2 separate regions of the Arachis hypogaea genome follow, and region 1 is linked to region 2. Evidence: chromatin contacts called from public Hi-C data. All regions are on one chromosome and are shown on one strand. The core of a region is the stretch at or near the end of the contact, and the rest is flanking DNA. Distances in the headings are between cores, read along the strand shown. Region 1 has its middle 8.2 kb from the start of LOC112765834. Region 2 holds the start of LOC114925719 (pectin acetylesterase 9-like).

Region 1 (5,546 bases), core at 800-3,299, 480 kb before region 2:
CACTGAGTCTAAGGTTGGATAAAGGTCTCAAAAATAGACCTGGTCATTATTTAGGGTTAGGTCTGGATCAAGGCAAACTTGACTTCACCAAACCCATGTGCACCTTAAAAGAACTAAAAAAAATATATGTTTTAAATTAAATCTAATATTATGTTATATTAATTATAAACTTATTATTTTATTTTTAATCACATTTATTAAATTAAAAAATAGACCAAAAAATATAAAACTAGAATTTATAGACAAATTCAATTTTAAGTATGAATGTCAACTTCTTGGTAATAAGTATTTTTTTTTTCTTTATAAATAAGTACATCATAACTTTTTGATATAAAGTTTATTAAGATCCGAATTTCACTTAATTTAGACTCAATTTTAGTTTGGTCAGTAATGTGATTCACCAAATTTAGAATTGGATAAGAATTTTAAAAATAGACCTAGCCATTATTTAGAGTCGAATTCAGATCAAGACCAACCCCAACTTTATCGATCCCATGTGCAGTCCTACCTCTCATTCCCATTTTTGGAAGCAACATAAAAAAATTTTCATATCTAAATTTTTCAGCCAAATATGGTGTCGTCATGGTTTCTTATCGACATTTTTGTCTAATCACGTCTGTTTGGTTTAGTAGTTGATAGAAAAATGACTGAATTTGTAAGAAATTGTAATTGGTGAGTCGGCTTTCTCTCTCTCTAAGTGAGATTAGAAAGTGGGGATAATGTTTGGTCATGGAAAGTGGGGTTAATGTATTCACCACATAGTTGTCAGAATCGAATTTGTGATCGAATCGATTAGACTACTAATTTATTAGTTTATTGGTTCAATCAATAAGTCCTACGTAAATAAAAAATATAAAATAGTCAAAAATCTAAATTAAAATTCAAAATACATATCTTCACTAATATTTTAAAAACAATCAAATTTTAACAAATTATAATCCACAAGTTATAATCGATTAGTATTAAATAAGTATATACAATTCTAATTTTTTTTATAATAAAAATTTTTTAATTTGATTTTTATGTTAATGTATTTTTATATTTATTATATTGTTATATACTATACGTATTTATTAAAAAAAATATTAATAAATAACATATAATCATATTATAAAAAAATAATTATATTATAATTAATAAAAATATTTTATATATTTTATTTATACATATTCAATAATATTTTTATTAATAATTATGAATAATAAAAATATAATTAAGGGTTAAGTACCATTTTGGTCCTTAAGGTATAGGCTGAAAATTTTTTTTGTCCCCAACCCTTTATTGTATATAAAATCGTCCTTTTTATTTAAATCTTAAAATTTTAGACAAAACTACTCATAATAAAAAGAATTATAAAATTAAAAAAAAAAAAGAAAAATAAGAGAAGAAAAGTGTTTCTACTCCTGCGAAGGAAAAAGAGAAGAAGAAGAAAGGGGAAGGGAAGAAGAAGAAAAAGAAGCTGTCCACGATCTACTTCTACTTCTGCTTCCGCCGCAAAAAATTTAAAACCAAGTTAAACCTTAGGGACCATTTTGTATGCAAAAAAAAGATTGTAGACAAAAAAAATTTTCGACCTATAAAAATTCGTACTTAACCCTATAATTAATTTAAATATAAGTGAGTATAAAATTAAAATAATATCTAAAAAATTATTGTGCAGTTTTACTACACAATTAATAATTAGCATATAAATTATCAAGGAATAACATAGTTCAATAGCAAAGAAAGTATGTAGTAACAAGAAAGACCCAAATTTAAATTATATCTACATTAATTTTGGAATTTTCTTTTAAGTAATTCAGTTAGACTGATTTTTCACCAGTTCTTATCTGTTTTTATCAGTTTTAATTTGTTCACACCGGTTTTTATCCGGTTTGATTTATCAGTTTTTTAATTGAACCGACCAATTCGGTTTATTTTTACCACTATAGTTCACCATAGCTTTTCACTTTTTTCTTTCATTTATTTTTGTTGGACTAAACACATAACAGGAATATCTGTGTACTATAAACTAATGGGCTCACTTCCGTTTTCTTTTTGGGATAAGAATTGTTCTCGTTTCTTTTGTTTTCCTGATTTCGTTTTTGCTATTTGTTTCCCTGATGTTGATCTATTGGGCTCTTGTAAAATTCTTTTGTAATGGGTCCAAGAAAGCAATACATATTATAATTCTTGTGTATAAGTAAAACTATAAACAGGTCCAAAAAAAACGCAAAACTATAATATCCTGACCCAAAAAAAGAGTAATGGTATAATAATATCACAAGTTAGGTTTAAAACAAAGAACAACAACAACAATAATAACTTTAAAATTAGGACTAAATGAAAATAATTTAACAATGAAAAATCGACACAGAATCGAAATTTAGGGTAAACGTAGCGGGCTATCTCTAAAACGAGCTCAACAATTATGTGTTTATTGAATGAGCCATACTTATATAGGTCATTAGATTTTATTAGATGAAAATTAAAGGTTAATATAAAAAAAGAGTATTGATGGACTCTAATAAATAAAGAATATCCTAGTACATAAATGACTGCTTTAAATGGCAATACTTTAATACACAATACTTTAAACGACAACAGAATCTTTTATTCTTAAATAATTAAATATAAAATATAATATTAAAATTAATTATTATGCAAATTTTTTATAATATTAAAAAATTATATTAAAATAATATTTTAAACTATAACTAACATAAAAATATAAAATAATTAAAATTTTATTTTATATTACTTGACAAATAATTAGATTATTATATTTAAAATTTATTAACTAACTATGTTTATTAAAGATATTATTATATAATATAATTTTTTATAAAAATATTTTAAAAATGTAATTTATTTAAAATATTATATATAATACATGAAAATATTAACGTTTTTATTTTTTTTAATTTTTTTAAGAAAAACAGAATAAAAATATATTTTTAAATACATATCTAAATAAAAAAGTTAATATTTTCATGTATTATATATAATTTTTTAAATAAATTTATTTTTACAAATATTTTGATAAAAAATTATGTGATATAATAATATATTTAACAAAGTAATTAGTTAATAAATTTTAAATATAATAATTTAATTATTTGTCAAATAATATAAAATAAATTTTAGTTATTTTATATTTTTATATTGTAGTTTAAAATATCATTTTATTATTATAAAAAAAATTGCATAATAATTAATCTTAATGAATAAAAAAATTTATATTTTTTGTATTTATTTAATTTATATTTTTTAGAAAAAAAAGTTTTTACTACTTTTATATAGTAAAATATGTGATAATCTTCTTAATATATATATTAGGGGTGACAAAATGGGTCGAGTCCGTCAGGTTGACCTGCCGAACTCGCTAAAAAAGGTAGGTCGGATTAGGATTTGAAACCTGTCAAATTAAAAAAATTCGCCAAACTCGCAAAATTTTTATGCAAATTTTTTTTATAATATTAAAAAATTATATTAAAATGATATTTTAAATAGTTATACTGTAACATATTTAATATGTTTTCTGATTTCAATGTTATTATATGATTATAATTATTTAATATATAAAAAATTTATTAGATAGTATATATATTAGGGGTGGCAATGCAGGCCGGCCCGCCCCAACCTGCCCCACTTCGCCTAGGCCCGCACCATAAGTGGGACGGGCCGGCCCACCCCACCAACTAAAGTGGGTACAAAATGCTAGCCGTTTGACTTTGTTTTTTGTTTTTTTAAATAAAATTAATTAAAATTAACTAAAAAATAATAATTAAACAATTAAATCAAATAAAAAATAGTCAAATTATAATATAATTTTTTTACTATTTTTTTTAAATTTTTAACTTCAATAAAATTGTTCAAAATAATATTTGTCAATAGAACCATCTTTATTTTAAAAAATAAGTGACATAATTTGAACATATATACAAAATTGTAAAATAAAATAAATAAAGTCACATAATTAGAACATATATACATAATTTGGTGAATTTTTTCAATTTGACAGATTTTAAATTCTAACCCGACCCACCTTTTATATATATATATATATATACAAAATTTTTTTATAATATTAAAATAATATTTTAAACTATAACATAAAAATATAAAATAAATAAAATTTATTTTATATTACTTGACAAATAATTATTTTATTATATTTAAAATTTATTAACTAATTACTTTGTTAAATATATTATTATATAATATAATTTTTTATCAAAATATTTGTAAAAATAAAATTTATTTAAAAAGTTATATATAATACACGAAAATATTAACTTTTTTATTTAGGTATGTATTTAAAATTATATTATTTATTCTGTTTTTTTAAAAAAAAAAATTAAAAAGATAAAAAAATTAATATTTTCATGTATTATATATAATTATTTTAAATAAATTATTTTTTTAAAGTATTTTTACAAAAAATTATATTATATAATAATATCTTTAATAAAAGTAGTTAGTTAATAAATTGTCACGCCCCAAAATGAGCCATGACCGGCGCTCAGAAAAAAATAGTCCCTTAACAAGCCTAACCAACTCAAATATAAGTTGAATAAGAAAGTTACAAATATTTTACAAGTTATAAAATAAATAATTATACATTTTTAAAAAAATTAGAATAATTAATAAACGGTTGGATCCTGCCTGTGACATATGGAGCATATACATCTAGGAATTCGGCAAAAATAGATACTCATTGCAGATTGTGACTCTTGATTAGAAAGTCTCACAGAGTCAAGTATTTGTTCTTGAAAAATATTTTTTTTTTTGAAAAAGGGGTGAGTTTTGCAACTCAGTGACTAGACAGTACATCTATAATTAACATGAGACCATATAAACATTATTATAAAAATAAGCTTAGTTAGCAAATAATAATTTATATGAATAAGTGAATTAATAAGGGAGTTCTCATACAGAAATCAAATCAAATAGTCCATACTTGGGCGGCTCCACCTCTAAGGGTAGCCCTTTCCTCTAGTGTGTCCGTACGGAATAACAGATCCAACGTGTGGCCTACACGTTAGGCTAACAACACCCCTGCTAGCTGAGGTCTGAGTCAGATGCATCTAGGTTAACGTCATAACCGCCGTTAACTACGGTTTTCTAATACGAGCCTCCCAAACCAATTCAAACTTATAATTTAAATACAACCAATCTTTAATCTTTCAAATATATACCGTATCAAATCAAAGCAAATAATACTTTCTCATCAAAATTCTTTTCAATCATATGAAATGTCCAATATACTTTACAAATTCAGAGTATATAAGTGAGCATAAAAAATACTTCAATGTTCCAGAAACACATATTCAAATAAAATCGAATATTCTAAAATAATACAAAACTTCATCAAATATGTATACAGTCTCATGTCAGATTGAAGATATTAATTTCACAAATATAAATATTTAGTTCTAATAAATCCATTATTAAAATCAAATTCAAATCTTTGTTGTTAATTTGTAAGTATAGTCATCAATTCAAGCAGCACATATCAAAATAATTATAGATGTAAAGCCAAATAATTATAAATGTAAAGCCTA
Region 2 (5,557 bases), core at 2,129-4,628:
AGACTGTATATTGAATAAACACTACAAAAAAAATCATTTTTAGCGGCCATTTATTTTACTTTTAGCGGCAATAAAAATAGTCACTAATACATTTACCGGCAATTAGACATTAGCCGTCTTATACTTTGCCGCTAAAAGGTTTTAGCGGTAATTATAACATTTGTCGGTAAAGACTATTTTAATGGCCGCAAAAAGTATATAACTTTTAGCGGCCATTTTCTTGGCAATTTATATGGCCACCAAAAGTAATTCTAAGATTGCAATGTTATTCACATATAGTGGCCATTACTATTGCCGCCAAAACCCATTTTTACCGGCAAATTTATATGGCCACTAAAGATAATTCTGAAATTGTAATATTATTCACTTTTAGTGGCCATTACTATAGCCGCTAAAATCTTAAAACTTTTTTTATTTATATTATACTCATTTTCTTAGAAGTAATGAACTATCTTTTTTCTAGAATCAATTATATATTTTTGCCAACAATAATTATTATGCATAATATAAATATACTGAAATTAATTATTAAAAAATAAGATATTTTATTAAACTCAAAATATTAATATACAAATTTCTCTTGAAAAATAATAAAGTATAGTACAAATCTAAACAACAAAAAAAATACTACAAGCTTATAACTATGTTACATCAATATAGCAATATAAGTGTTAACAATGATCTACAATTGTACCTTTAAAAGTAGCCTACTAACTTTCGTTTTTAGTAACTAATCTAATTATTTAAAAGTACATGAAGAAAGAAAATCATGAATCATGAATATACTAAAGAATCTAAAACTATAAACTTGCTAACAAAGTGAATTAGTGAATGATCAAAACAGTGTCATAAAATGTTGAGTAAACAGAAGAGCTTCATAGTCACCAATTCATTGAAAAGGTCATGATGTTGTTCACAATGCCAACAACTACAATCAACAAACCTGATTTTCTCAGAGCCAAACGCCTCACTCAATTGCAATTCTCCATCCTTGTTTGATAATTTGTTGAAGGTAGCCGTTGAGAGCTCTTTAGTGCTATTTAATTGCTCACATAGATCGTCAAGCTTCTGCTGCATGCTTGATAGCTGTATACTTGTGTATCTTCTGTACTTGAAAAATGGTCCTTGAACCCTTTCTTAGAGAATAACTTTACTATGAGAGGCAGAAAAGCTGGTGTAAGAGTTGAAAACTTTTGAATTTAATCTTCTATTGGCTTGCAACATTCCAAATTTTTTATTAAATAAATGGACCTCAAGTCTTCGCGATATCCAAAGCAACTAGTGTATAAAATTTTTAAGAAACAGATATTACCACGAGGATATGGTATAAGATTGTGACAAGTTGTGTCACATGGGTATGGATAGTCTATTTCCTTGCTTCTTTTTCTGCTAAAATACCAATCACCAACTGCTTCTGCAATTGTCTGCAAAAGACAGAATTTTAAGTGTTACTGACTTAGAAAATTCACTAGTTGTGAGTGTAAAGATCACTAATACTGTTCAGCCTATTTGCTTTAAACTCTTGTTTGTCCTATAACACTAAACGCATGTTTGGTGCAATTGATTACCACTAGCCTATTATCGTGTTGAACAATGCACAGTATAACAAAGTCTCATAGCAATTAATACCTTGTTTATTCTTGGGGAATCATCTTCAAACCACGTATCTTGTGATTCACTTTGGCAGTGAGCAAAACATGAGTTTATGAACATTCCTCCTCTTCCCAAATAGATTGCGAAAGGTCTCAAAGTTGCAAGCATGTCGAGCCTAAAATCTGAACAAAATGCACTTATTATAGTCAGCAAAACCGGTTTTGAACATGTATGAAGCAAAGTTTGTAGTTCTTTGACAAAATATTGAAAATACTAACACATCGGGGTGATTTCAAAAACTGAATGGTTAATATGACAATTGAAAGAGGAACCTTGAAATATGGCGATTTGGAGTGGTGTGCATGCTGCTGGGTCCAATTTGCACTTGTTCCAATGTCCATGCATATTAGCAGAAGGTGGCACCAATATATGATGGAACTGTTGACATGAGAAGTTTTATTCATCCTACATTCTGCCAATGACATTAACCAAGATATATGCAAATATAGTCTACAAAATATGTCCGGAATTCTTACTTGAAATACATCATAGGCTGAATTCAAGATAAAATAAGGAGTCGATATATATCTCAACACATTGTGGAAAGAAGCACTGCATGGAAACACTTCAAAATGTCAAATTCTTGTGTAGTTTTCCTGAGCTAATGATGCAAGTTAATGGAAAAAAGAATAAACACACCAAGTCTTGAATATAATACTACTGAAGGCACCGTCTACTGATCGAGGAAGAATATATAGAAATGTTCATAAGTTATATAATACTACTTATCATAATCCAATGCATTACTTTGAATAAGGAACAAAAATTAATCCAGAAATCTTATCAAACAATAATAATTCAGCACTAGTATTTTCTCTGGAACTAGTCACATACAATAATATATAATATTCATATACAATATACATCCCCCTTATTTCATTCCCCTACAAATCCCAAAGATCCTCTAATTCTTTAGGCTCGGGAATATATATATATATATATATATATATATATATATATATATAATGTTCAACTAAAAGGTAAAGCACAGATTATATACATATATGTGCATTGGCTTTCACGAAATCTCCTTCTTGGAGTCCATTGGCTTTCACAAAATCTCCTGCAAAATTGAAATTGAAATCGAAAGTTGAAAAACCATTCTCACATAAGATCCTTAATTTAAAACTATATATGCCAAAGGCAAAGCTAGAAAATTCACCAGTGTTCTCAAGCAGGTACATCCTGCTTTTATTGTTTGGCCAGTATCTGATGCTCCAAGAGGAAATAATAATCCAACAAAAGAAAATTTTAGTCCCAATGTCTTATAAAGATCATGACAAAATGCAAAGAAAACTTAAAGAAATTAATAAGATCAAAGTTCACAATTATTTTTTCTTTTAATCAGTGAAATTATAGAATACCTATAGCGCATATTCCAAACTTGAGAAGTTCCAATGTCTTCCATGTCAATAGAAATTCCATCTCTTGCATCCAATTCTGGCAAATGAGTTTTTGCCTCTTTCTGATCAAATTTTTAATATAAAACAAATTACTATTTCAGTCAAATTAAACAGATTAGATTGCTTTTTATTTTTTTCTCAATTACTTGATTAACTAAAGAAGTACTCAAATGTTCTACAAGAGAGAATATTGGGTAAAAGAATTACTTTTGGCAAGAGAAACTAGGAAACCAAAGTTTTCCAGAGATTGACCCGCTGAACTTGCGCCAAATGGCTTCAAATCCTTCAAGTTCTTGAAACAGTGGCAAGTGTTCTCATTCATACTCATATGAACAAGCCGCAGAAGAGGATATAGAAAATACAAACCTTGCCTTCCGAATTCAAAGACTCTAGGCTGCAAAAATTTTGGCCATCAAACATCTTGAACAATGCATAGCTGAAGTATCAAAATCAATCATCAAATCATTGTGAGGGAAGCATAAGATTAATCTGCAAAATGTTTTCTCATGCAGATTTCAACTTGGATAATTTAATAAGAAGTTACCCGGGTTGGTGAACCAACATGCAAATGTTCACTCCCTCAAGCGCTTTGCATCCTAGAGCTCTTAAAAGAAGCTGAGATGATGCACTGTCCAAACTAGAAGTGGGTTCATCCAAGATCAGAAGTGAAGGTTCCATAACCATTTCTAATCCGACATTTACACGCTTCCTTTGGCAGCCAGAGATCCCTTGATTTTCCACCGTTCCAACCAAGGAATTCCTCACAGATCGAAGCCCCAAGAATTCAATAACTCTTTCAAGAACTAGAACTTTTTCTTGTTTTGACAAGTCAGCTGATAACCTTTAACATTAACAAAAAAATTCACTTGAATAAGTACATTTCTAGCACTCAAGAGTAACAACATAGTTCAGTTAGAATGTGCAGCAATATAATGTACCTGCATTGTGCACTAATCCAGAGATTCTCTTCCACTGTCAAGTTTCCATGAACTACATCATCTTGTGTCACAAAGCCAATAATTTTCTTGAAGGAGAGGATTCATTCATTCCTTCCATTTATAAGAATCGAACCGCTCGTGAAGCATCCAAAGGCCTTTCCATTAGATAATATTTGGCTGTTATCTCAAAATCAAAAACAAACACTTAAACACTTCAATTTTAGCTTAAACACTTCAAGCAAACAGAGCAAAAGTAATAATATAGAGAGAGAATCACAGGCTTCTAAATATTGAAACCTAAATCGAAAAATAAATGGAGAAGACCTACCGACAGCGGCGGAGGTGCGGTGTTGTAACAAGAACAATAACAGTGGCTAGAAGACCTTGGCGACGTAAATCTGAGATGAACAAATGATGAAAGCGATGCGGATCTGAGGTGGATCGGATGGAAATGAGGTCCAAGGAGTAGGATGATGGACGGCGACTGTCGGCGATGGCAACGGTTACGGCGGTGGTGATCGGCGATGGAGGAAAGCACGCGAATTAACCCAGTGTCCATACTTCTCTTCCTTTTTCAGTTTCTCTTTCTCTCTCCAGTTTTCAATTTCATTTAGGGATAATAAAAAGAAAGTAATAATAAAGTTTAGTGGCAATAATGATAATGGCCACCGTAATAATTTAAAAAAATTAAAATTATAAATAATAAAAAATAATAATTTTCTGGCAATAGTAATAATGGCCACTATAACATATAGTAATGATGGCAAATATATAATTACCGCAAAAACATAATTTAAATTAAAGAATTAGTGGTCATTATGTTATTGCCACTAAAAGTTTGTCGCTAAAACACATTTTTTTTTTGTAGTGAAACATGATTTCTATGGAGAAACATTCATAATTTATTAGATAAAACAAAAATGACTCGTGCTTTTTGCAAAAGTAAACATATATTTAACCATACAATTAAACAATTCTAAACACAACAAGCTAAGCATTACTCAAAGTATATTTTTACTTTATACCAAATTATCTATGTCATACTTAATTATGTGATTTAATGAAAATACTGCTCATATTAATTTTATATTTATTAATGTCTATATATTTGGATTTATTAGGACAAAAATTCCTTAACCGTAGATTATTTTCTTACTAAAACCTATGACATATTTAAGATATATTCCCTAGACTGCCACAATAATAAGTCGCCATAGTCATAAAAATTTAATGTCTTGGAACTTAGCGTTGTACTTTCGATTAGAATACTCCCTTTGAGTTGGTAAACTTTAGTTTATTTATTACTAGAGTAAAGTATAGTTTTTGTCCCCAACGTTTGGAGTAAGTTCTATTTGTGTCCCTAATGTTTAAATCGTCCTATTTGCGTATCCTTAACGTTTATAGAAGTGATTCAATGTTATCCTACTATCAATTATACTAACAAATCAGATTATATTTTTTCAATTATTCTCACTTGGATGTATTCATTCTCAATTAGGTCTTACTTGGATGTGTTCGATTTTAATATTATACCAACTATTTATGTTTAGATTCAATTATATC

Evidence for each region. A called contact is a pair of places that touch in the nucleus more often than the background predicts.
Region 1: a contact with region 2 is called in a Hi-C map of leaf, with 2.1 times the contacts expected there. The contact joins the enhancer-like site here to the promoter of LOC114925719 in region 2. A contact is called at or near these places in 3 of 8 Hi-C or Micro-C datasets (all in leaf).

What each region holds. Positions count from the first base shown.
Region 1 is chr17:43,497,739-43,503,284 of arahy.Tifrunner.gnm2.J5K5, reverse strand. No RefSeq gene overlaps it. Among protein-coding and RNA genes, the nearest start is that of LOC112765834, 8.2 kb to the left of the region's middle. Within about 2 kb of position 2,049, at least 3 of the 3 cell types and tissues checked have open chromatin away from gene starts, as enhancers often do.
Region 2 is chr17:43,014,162-43,019,718 of arahy.Tifrunner.gnm2.J5K5, reverse strand. LOC114925719 (pectin acetylesterase 9-like) reads right to left here and starts at 3,378. Exons shown (of 7, transcript XM_072221835.1): 1 at 3,280-3,378; 2 at 3,018-3,118; 3 at 2,654-2,716; 4 at 2,130-2,205; 5 at 1,926-2,031; 6 at 1,630-1,775; 7 at 526-1,424. The coding sequence starts at 3,378. The coding sequence ends at 1,200.